Regions from separate parts of the Mus musculus genome. Here region 1 is linked to region 2. The links are chromatin contacts, called in public Hi-C maps. All regions are on one chromosome and are shown on one strand. Each heading gives the region's core, a stretch centred on a gene start, on an enhancer-like site or on the middle of the called end of the contact. The rest is flanking DNA. Distances are from core to core; before and after follow the strand shown.

What was found. Hi-C and Micro-C count contacts between places; a contact is called where the count stands out from the background.
Region 1: a Hi-C map of cortical neurons shows a contact between it and region 2, with 3 times the contacts expected there. The contact joins two enhancer-like sites.

What each region holds. Positions count from the first base shown.
Region 1 is chr14:28,408,855-28,412,379 of GRCm38.p6, forward strand. The region is part of intron 19 of Erc2 (ELKS/RAB6-interacting/CAST family member 2); the gene reads left to right. Among named protein-coding and RNA genes, the nearest start is that of Gm52097, 29 kb to the left of the region's middle. Within about 2 kb of position 1,322, at least 25 of the 459 cell types and tissues checked have an H3K27ac peak or open chromatin away from gene starts, as enhancers often do. A contact at or near this core is called in cortical neurons, where this site is marked.
Region 2 is chr14:27,796,816-27,800,282 of GRCm38.p6, forward strand. The region is part of intron 4 of Erc2 (ELKS/RAB6-interacting/CAST family member 2); the gene reads left to right. Among named protein-coding and RNA genes, the nearest start is that of Gm45645, 42 kb to the right of the region's middle. Within about 2 kb of position 1,931, at least 12 of the 459 cell types and tissues checked have an H3K27ac peak or open chromatin away from gene starts, as enhancers often do. A contact at or near this core is called in cortical neurons, where this site is marked.

The DNA of each region.
Region 1 (3,525 bases), core at 72-2,571, 610 kb after region 2:
AAGAGCCTGTCCAGGAACTTGTGGGCCGATGGTCAAAATCACCTGGTTGCTTTCACCCTCACCTTGACTCCCTCTTGGAAATAGTGCTGGCCACAGATACGAAATTCACTTTGTAGGAACCCCAGCATTCTTCCTGGGCATTTGGACTTCCTAAGTTAATCACCCACCAGAGTGGTCACTGCCTCAAACACATTAAGTCTGTCATCCACCTTGACAGATGATAGACACACACCCCCTTTCCTCCACCGTGGCATGTGTTTTTAGATGTGTAGTTCTCTTTCCCAGGTACTTTACTCTGTTGAGGAAGTCTCAGTGGGGAGAGTGGGGCTCAGCTGTGAGGAAAGGCCAAGATGGACAGTAACAGAAGATGCCATATTCTTCCACTGAGTGATTCACCTTAAAACTGATGCCTCTGAGCGCTAACCATGTCAGACTCACACTTGGTAAAGAAATGAGTGACTCACACAAGACAAGACCCTCAGGGCTGCCTCCTTAAACCTGCAGTCATCCAACATCCCCAACTCGGCGTGTCTCCTTCCTCCTCATCTACCTCTTCCCACAGCCAGTGGCTTCCTAGAGTCTTCCTCATCTGCCCAGATACCTGCTGCCTGGGCTGTCTGTGACAACTCTGCTTTCTGCCAGAAATTCTCTTCTGCTAGCCAAGTGCCTGCATTGATTCATCCAAGCCCTCCTTCCAGCACCACCTGCTCAGTAAGGCCTCTTTTACCTGCCCTATTTACATAGTCCCTCCCCTTGGATTAAGTGCTACCTGCCCTATCAAGAGCTCAGAAAGCTGTGTGCTTGACATCTGGTTTTGTTTATAAACCCTACACAGTCAAGCAGGTGAGCTGCTTTGTGCCTACAAGAGTACTCCATTCCTGTACTTAGGCGTTCAGTCAGTAATTTTAAACAAATTTGAATTATATTTATTTTATTATGTGTGTATGTGTGAGAATGCGGTGAGACATATGACCCATGGTGACCTTGTGAAGGTCAAAGGACAACAGACAACTGGCAGGAGTCAGTTTCTCCTTATACCTCTTCATGTGGGCCTTGGGGATCTACCACAGGGCAGCTGGCTTGGGAGCAGGCACCTTTACCCACTAAGTCATCTTGCCAGCCCTCACACAGTATGTTATGAATTGTGGGCTGGCAGTGCTCCAGCTTAATGAAGAGGAGCACCTCTAGGGTCATCTGCATGCATGGATTTAGTCAATAGATTGTCTTCCAAAAACACAAGCGCATCCCAGACCCGGAGAAATGAGAACATCACATTTGCCAAGTTCTTGGATTCCACTTCGGCCTGCACCCTTATGAAAGCAATTAGCACCTCTGATTCAGAGACATGATTCCAGTGCTCTCATGAGAGTTGGTAGCAACTCTGAGGCTCCCTCATCCTGGCAGTCCTTCCCAAAAGAAATGAATTCAGCATCTTCTGGTCTCCAGAACCTTGGGGTCTGGGGTTCACTGACCCTCAAAAGCCATTATTGTTGTTTGTGGCTTAAGCGGGTTTCTTGCCCTTAGATATTTTAGCAAAATGGTAGTTTTCATTCTCATGTCTCCAGCAGTACAGTCCCTTCTTTAGATGCAGCCCTGAGGCATTATTCCTCAAGAGAACAACCTGCCCTTGTCACTGCTAGGAAGCAGGTGTGAATAGACCTGACTTCAGTGTCAAAGCCCTTCTTTCTTTATGGAGTATTGGCTACTTTATCACGTTTTGAATCCTCTTCCTCAATCCCTGAGGCTAGAGACTCTCTTGTTAGGAACCCTTCCCACTGCCATGGAGATACTACATTAAGAATTGCAGCTTAGTATGGAATGTGTAGATTCTTGAAGCAGGATTTAAAAGACATTCTGATTCCCTGGAACTGTAACAGTATACTGCCTCCGAGCAGGGAACAGCAGAGGGGAAAGCATCCTTTGCTAGCCTCCAGCCGGCTGCTCCTCGCTGCTAAGGAGGTTAAGTCATGCTCAGAGATGGAGCCTGTACCAGGGGGAGGATGTGTTCTGTCGAGGAGACCCTGTATGTGGACTTGTTTTGCTGGCTGGAGGAATGAATCATTTCAGCCGCGCACACCAGCTGCAGCCTGTGGAAGTAAACCGTCGGCTTTCCCACAGCATGCGTGTATATTTCATTGTTAGAGCTTTGCGTTTTGACAGGTAGTTCTTATCCTTCTGGAAAGAGAGGTCTGAAGCCAGCAGCTGGAGGAAGACCTGGCAGGGCCTGCTGTCTAAATTGAGAGCAAGCATGTGCAGGGAAGCCTCATTATAACGTGACCTGTTATTACGTGGATTTTGATATCCCATGGGGCAAATATGTCTCCCAGCGTAGAAGAGCTCCATGCTGCAGACGCCTGCTGAAACTTGTCTAACCCAGAATACAACCTTGTCCTTGAAACCAGCATGATAAAAGGGCTGTCGTTTGCACTTGAGGGTTTTTTCAGATTAAAAACTATACCAAGTATACATCCTGGAAAAAAATACACACACACACACACACACACACACACACACACACACACACACACACAGGTAGGCACATGTACACATGCACACACAGCAAGCACACATGCTTGTAAAGCACTCTATGTAAGGAGACAGATGAAAACTTCTGTGGTGTGTGGCCAGTGTTTCACTTAGGACCCTTCTGTAATAGAACTTGCTTTGGAGGAAACAATGTAGTAGTTTTGTGTGTGTGTGTAAAGTTGTTCCAGCTCCTTCAGATCCTTCTGTTCTTCACACTGTGGCTTTATAGCTGTTTCTAGAATGTGATGGGATTCCATTTTCCCTTTGCTTGTGTCTGGACTTCCCTGAGACAGTGACCTACAAAAGGCAGTGGAAAGGAAGTAGTGCCTCCCGGCCTCGGCCCCAAGAGTCCCGTGATTTCTGCATGAGGTTGTGTTTCATACAGAACTCCCCCTTTTCTTTCCTTTTCTTTTCTTTTCTTTTCTTTTCTTTTCTTTTCCTTTCTTTTCTTTTCTTTTTTTACAACTCTATCTTATTATCTGAAAGCAAGCCCAGGCTAGGCACATACAAGAGAGACTATTTGCCCCAACTAGCTAACTCCTGAAACACATGAGAGAATCAAGCCAAAATTAGCTGCATGCATAGGAACTTGAGTTAGCCTAGCCAAGGCTAGACAAAACACCTACTGACCAAGACTCATGATCAGTAATAACTGGGTAATCCTTTAATCCAATGAGTTGTAGGAAGAGCTTGTTACACACCCTAATATAGGAGGGTTGTCAATATGAAGGTAAATCCATAACGGAAAGAAGTTCAGACAAGACCGCCTTCCTTAAAGTCACTAGGTCAGTGCCATGTGAGTAGGCTATGGTGACTTTTAATAAGAGGCAAGATGAAAAAGGATGCGGACTGTAAGAAGAACCGAGGCCAGAGCAGAAGGAAGTGTGGTGGGGAAACCTAAGCCAAGGTCAGGGGCCAAGTAGGGAGCTAGGCTGTGGCAACAAGATTGGATTTTGGGAAGGGTCCTGGAGAAACCACAGGGGACGTGAATGCTTGCCA
Region 2 (3,467 bases), core at 681-3,180:
TGTACCACAACTCTGCATTTTGCTTGGTTGTGGTTTCCTGTAATGGTCTCTCTCTGTTGCAAAGTGGAGTTTTCTTGATGAGGTGTGAGGAGTGCACTTATGGGTGGGTGTAAGGGGAAATATTTAGAATGTAGTTAGGGGTTATGCTGGTTTAATAAAGTGGGGTTTGTAGGTTCTTCCCCCAACACTCATGACTTCACTAGCCCTGGACAGTTGGCTATGTTTCTAGTACTAGGCATAATTGCCCTATTGTTGAGGCAGGGTTTAGGTTCAATTACAGAGCTGTTGGTTACTGCCAAGGTGTGTGTGCCACTATTTCAATCTAAGGGTTATCATTTGAATCTGGTTGTTATTGTGGTTCATAGCTGGGTAGGACTCTTGGTTGTTTTCTTTCAGGTACTATGATAGCTAGTCCTCAGAAGAAGGCTTTCAGGTAGCTTCTAGCTCAGGAGCCTCTCATTCCTGTCTGAAATGCATGGTGTCTTTAGCAATAGGGTCTTACAAGTACCTTTATACAGACTAAGCATGGTGTGTGTGTTTACACATATATATATGTGTGTGTATATATATGTGTATGTGTGTATTATATATATGTATATATGTATGTGTGTGTATTATATATATATGTATATATATGTATGTGTGTGTGTTTATGTGTATTATATATTTACACACACATACACAAATATATGTATATGTATATTTGGAAGAGTGCAGAAAAGGGGTATATGGGAGGGCTTGGGGGTAAGAAAGGGAAGGAAGAAATAATATATTATAATCTCAAAAGTAAGAGAATAATGAAAAATAGCATACAATACAGTAACAGAGCTATAGCTATACACACACATACAGTATTTGAATCTGGCTTGTCAGAAGAGATGTGCAGATCCCTCCCAAGAGCCACGTGCCACATAATTATATAATGGCCAATGAGAGACCACACAAATGATAGCAGTTGAGTAAACGTATAACAGTGGAAATACTTTTGTTAACCAGCGATGTCCCAGCTGTCAAATGTTTAGATGCCTAGGTACTTGCCATCCCATTGTTTTGCCTGTAAGATGCTGTGCTGATTTGAGGCCTAGAGCCAATTGACTATGTCCTAGAACTGAGCTGCACAGCGCGGTTTACCACCTAGAGTTGCTTAAGCACACTCACTGGTGTTCACCCAGCAATAAGATGATCTAGCGTTGCATTTCTCGGAGTATATCCCTAGTTAAATAATACCTGTGTATAGTTTATTTAAAGTGCTGTGAAGCTGGTTGTGATGGGGCATGACACAGAGCCTCTGTGGGAGCTGATGGGCACTGTACAGCTCTAAGGGATACCGTTAATATTGTGGCAACTGGAGATTTGCACGTATGTATTCGGAGGACAGTGTGTCAGAAGATGCCAACACATTCCTTTATTCTAACAAACCCTGTCTATGGCAGGGGTGCTCTAGAAAAATGGAAGTAAGCTGTAGAACAAGGGGAGTTTCTTTTCTAATTTTTACAGAGGCAATGTAAGCTAGCAGGAGACCTGCCAATTCAGCTTTCTGTGGGAGTTCTACTTTGCTGCGAAAAATAATATACTTCGTTATCCCAGACGAAAGAATGGGGATAAGAGCCAAGAGAGAAATAGAATGTATTTCATAATTCATGAATATGGAAAAAGACTCCTCCGTGAAAGGGATGCTCTTGAATATCCTTCTCATCTTGAAGCTGCTGCCAATAGCTGTTATGTCTGCTGCCATCCTTCTCAGGTGGAGAAATGATTGAGGAGGTACAAGCTTGCCAACATGGGTCCAGCAGGCAGCAATTAGGGTCTGCAGAAGGATCCAGTTGGCTGGGTATGGTGGACGTTCAGCTGGTACTGGTTTGGGGTTGGGAGGTGGTGTGCTATTCTTAGGCATGAGGATGCACTTAGCGTGTGCTGTCCTCGGGAACTGGTTTTCTGGAGGCAAGGGTTGTTCACGAAGCTTAGCGTTGGCTCTGTGAACAGCTTTGCTGGCTCACGGTTAGGTTCTTGAATTGAGCCAGTTCACACATGTTCTTGCAGCTTTCCATTGTTACTTCCATTGTGTTGTTTAGAAAGTCTACAGCTTCAATGCAGCTGCATCTGAATAGTAACTGAATAAAGGGCGTGACATTTTCTCCTTGGCCCATTTGGATGTGGCAGGATCGGTGCTGCAGCTGGCAGAGGACTCTTCCGAATGAGCAGAGCAGGAGAGAGAATGCAGCTGCCGATGGGGCGGGAGGTGGAGGAAGTACGCTTTTTATGTTCAGCTGATAAACTCTTGGGTTGTTCACCTTGTGTTTGCATGTGCCCCAATTAGTAATTTCCAGTGGCTTGCCTAGAGGCACTTACTTACCTAGAGGCTTGCCTGTAGTCTTACCTAGAGGGTTTGTTTATTTATTTATTTATTTATTTATTTTGTGATATCATTTTTGTAGCTTTGACTATAGCAAGATTTTCAATGGAGTGTAAGTTGTGTTTTAAGGGAAAACAGTTTGATCATGAAGTTTGCAAATAATATGCTAAAACTGAATGATAGGATTACAATGTCATAGCGATATAATGGTAAGAAAATGTATTTGTTTATATCTCTATATATACATATATATGTATAAGTGCATGTATATATACGGCATATTACATAGTTAGTAGAACATTTAGTTTGGGCCCATGCACAGCATCCAGTTAGCACTTACACAGCTTACCAATGAAGGTCACATAGTTTTGCTTTCACAGATGTGGACCGTGAGGCTACGTATGTTTATTTTCACATTTCTGGGAAGCAGAAGGGATGGATCTGGTCAGTGGCCTCCTCAAGCACTTGTGCAGAACAATCACATTTCTGAGTGTGTGCCCTGAGGATATTTGAATGTTGCTACTTTTCTGTTGACTCTCTGTCTTAGTTTCCTTTCCTGTTGGCTGTGACACAACATCCTGACCAAAGCAACACAAGGGAGAAGGACTTGACTTGGTTCCCCATCATCATGTTGGAAATTCAGTGTCAGGAGCTGGCCACATTGCATCTGCAGTCCACAGACAGGGAATGGTTCCTCTCACAATTACCACGTGTCTTCTCTAGGCAGTTTACACAGTTAAGACACTACCCACAGCATGGCCGGAGACCCATCTCCTGGATAACTCTAGGTGCTGTCAGCTTGGCAATGAGCATTACCACAGTGAGCTGCCATCGAGTTGCTTGAGGGTGAGGGTTTTTCTAGGATGCTGGACTATTCATGCCAGAATGACCTTGGTGGGACATGGAGAAGATGGCCACTGTTCCCTTGTACACTCTGGCAGAGACCAGGTAGGTAAGCACAACCTGGAAATGACTGAACTGTCTCGTTATCCTTCACAGTGTTCCTGTGTTCCAGTCTGAGTTGTACTGTAGGCTCCCTATCGGAAGGAATAGAATATGAGAAGACAGTGCAGAGACCTTTGAGTTCCTGTCTCCACCCGTGCTCTTCCTCGCA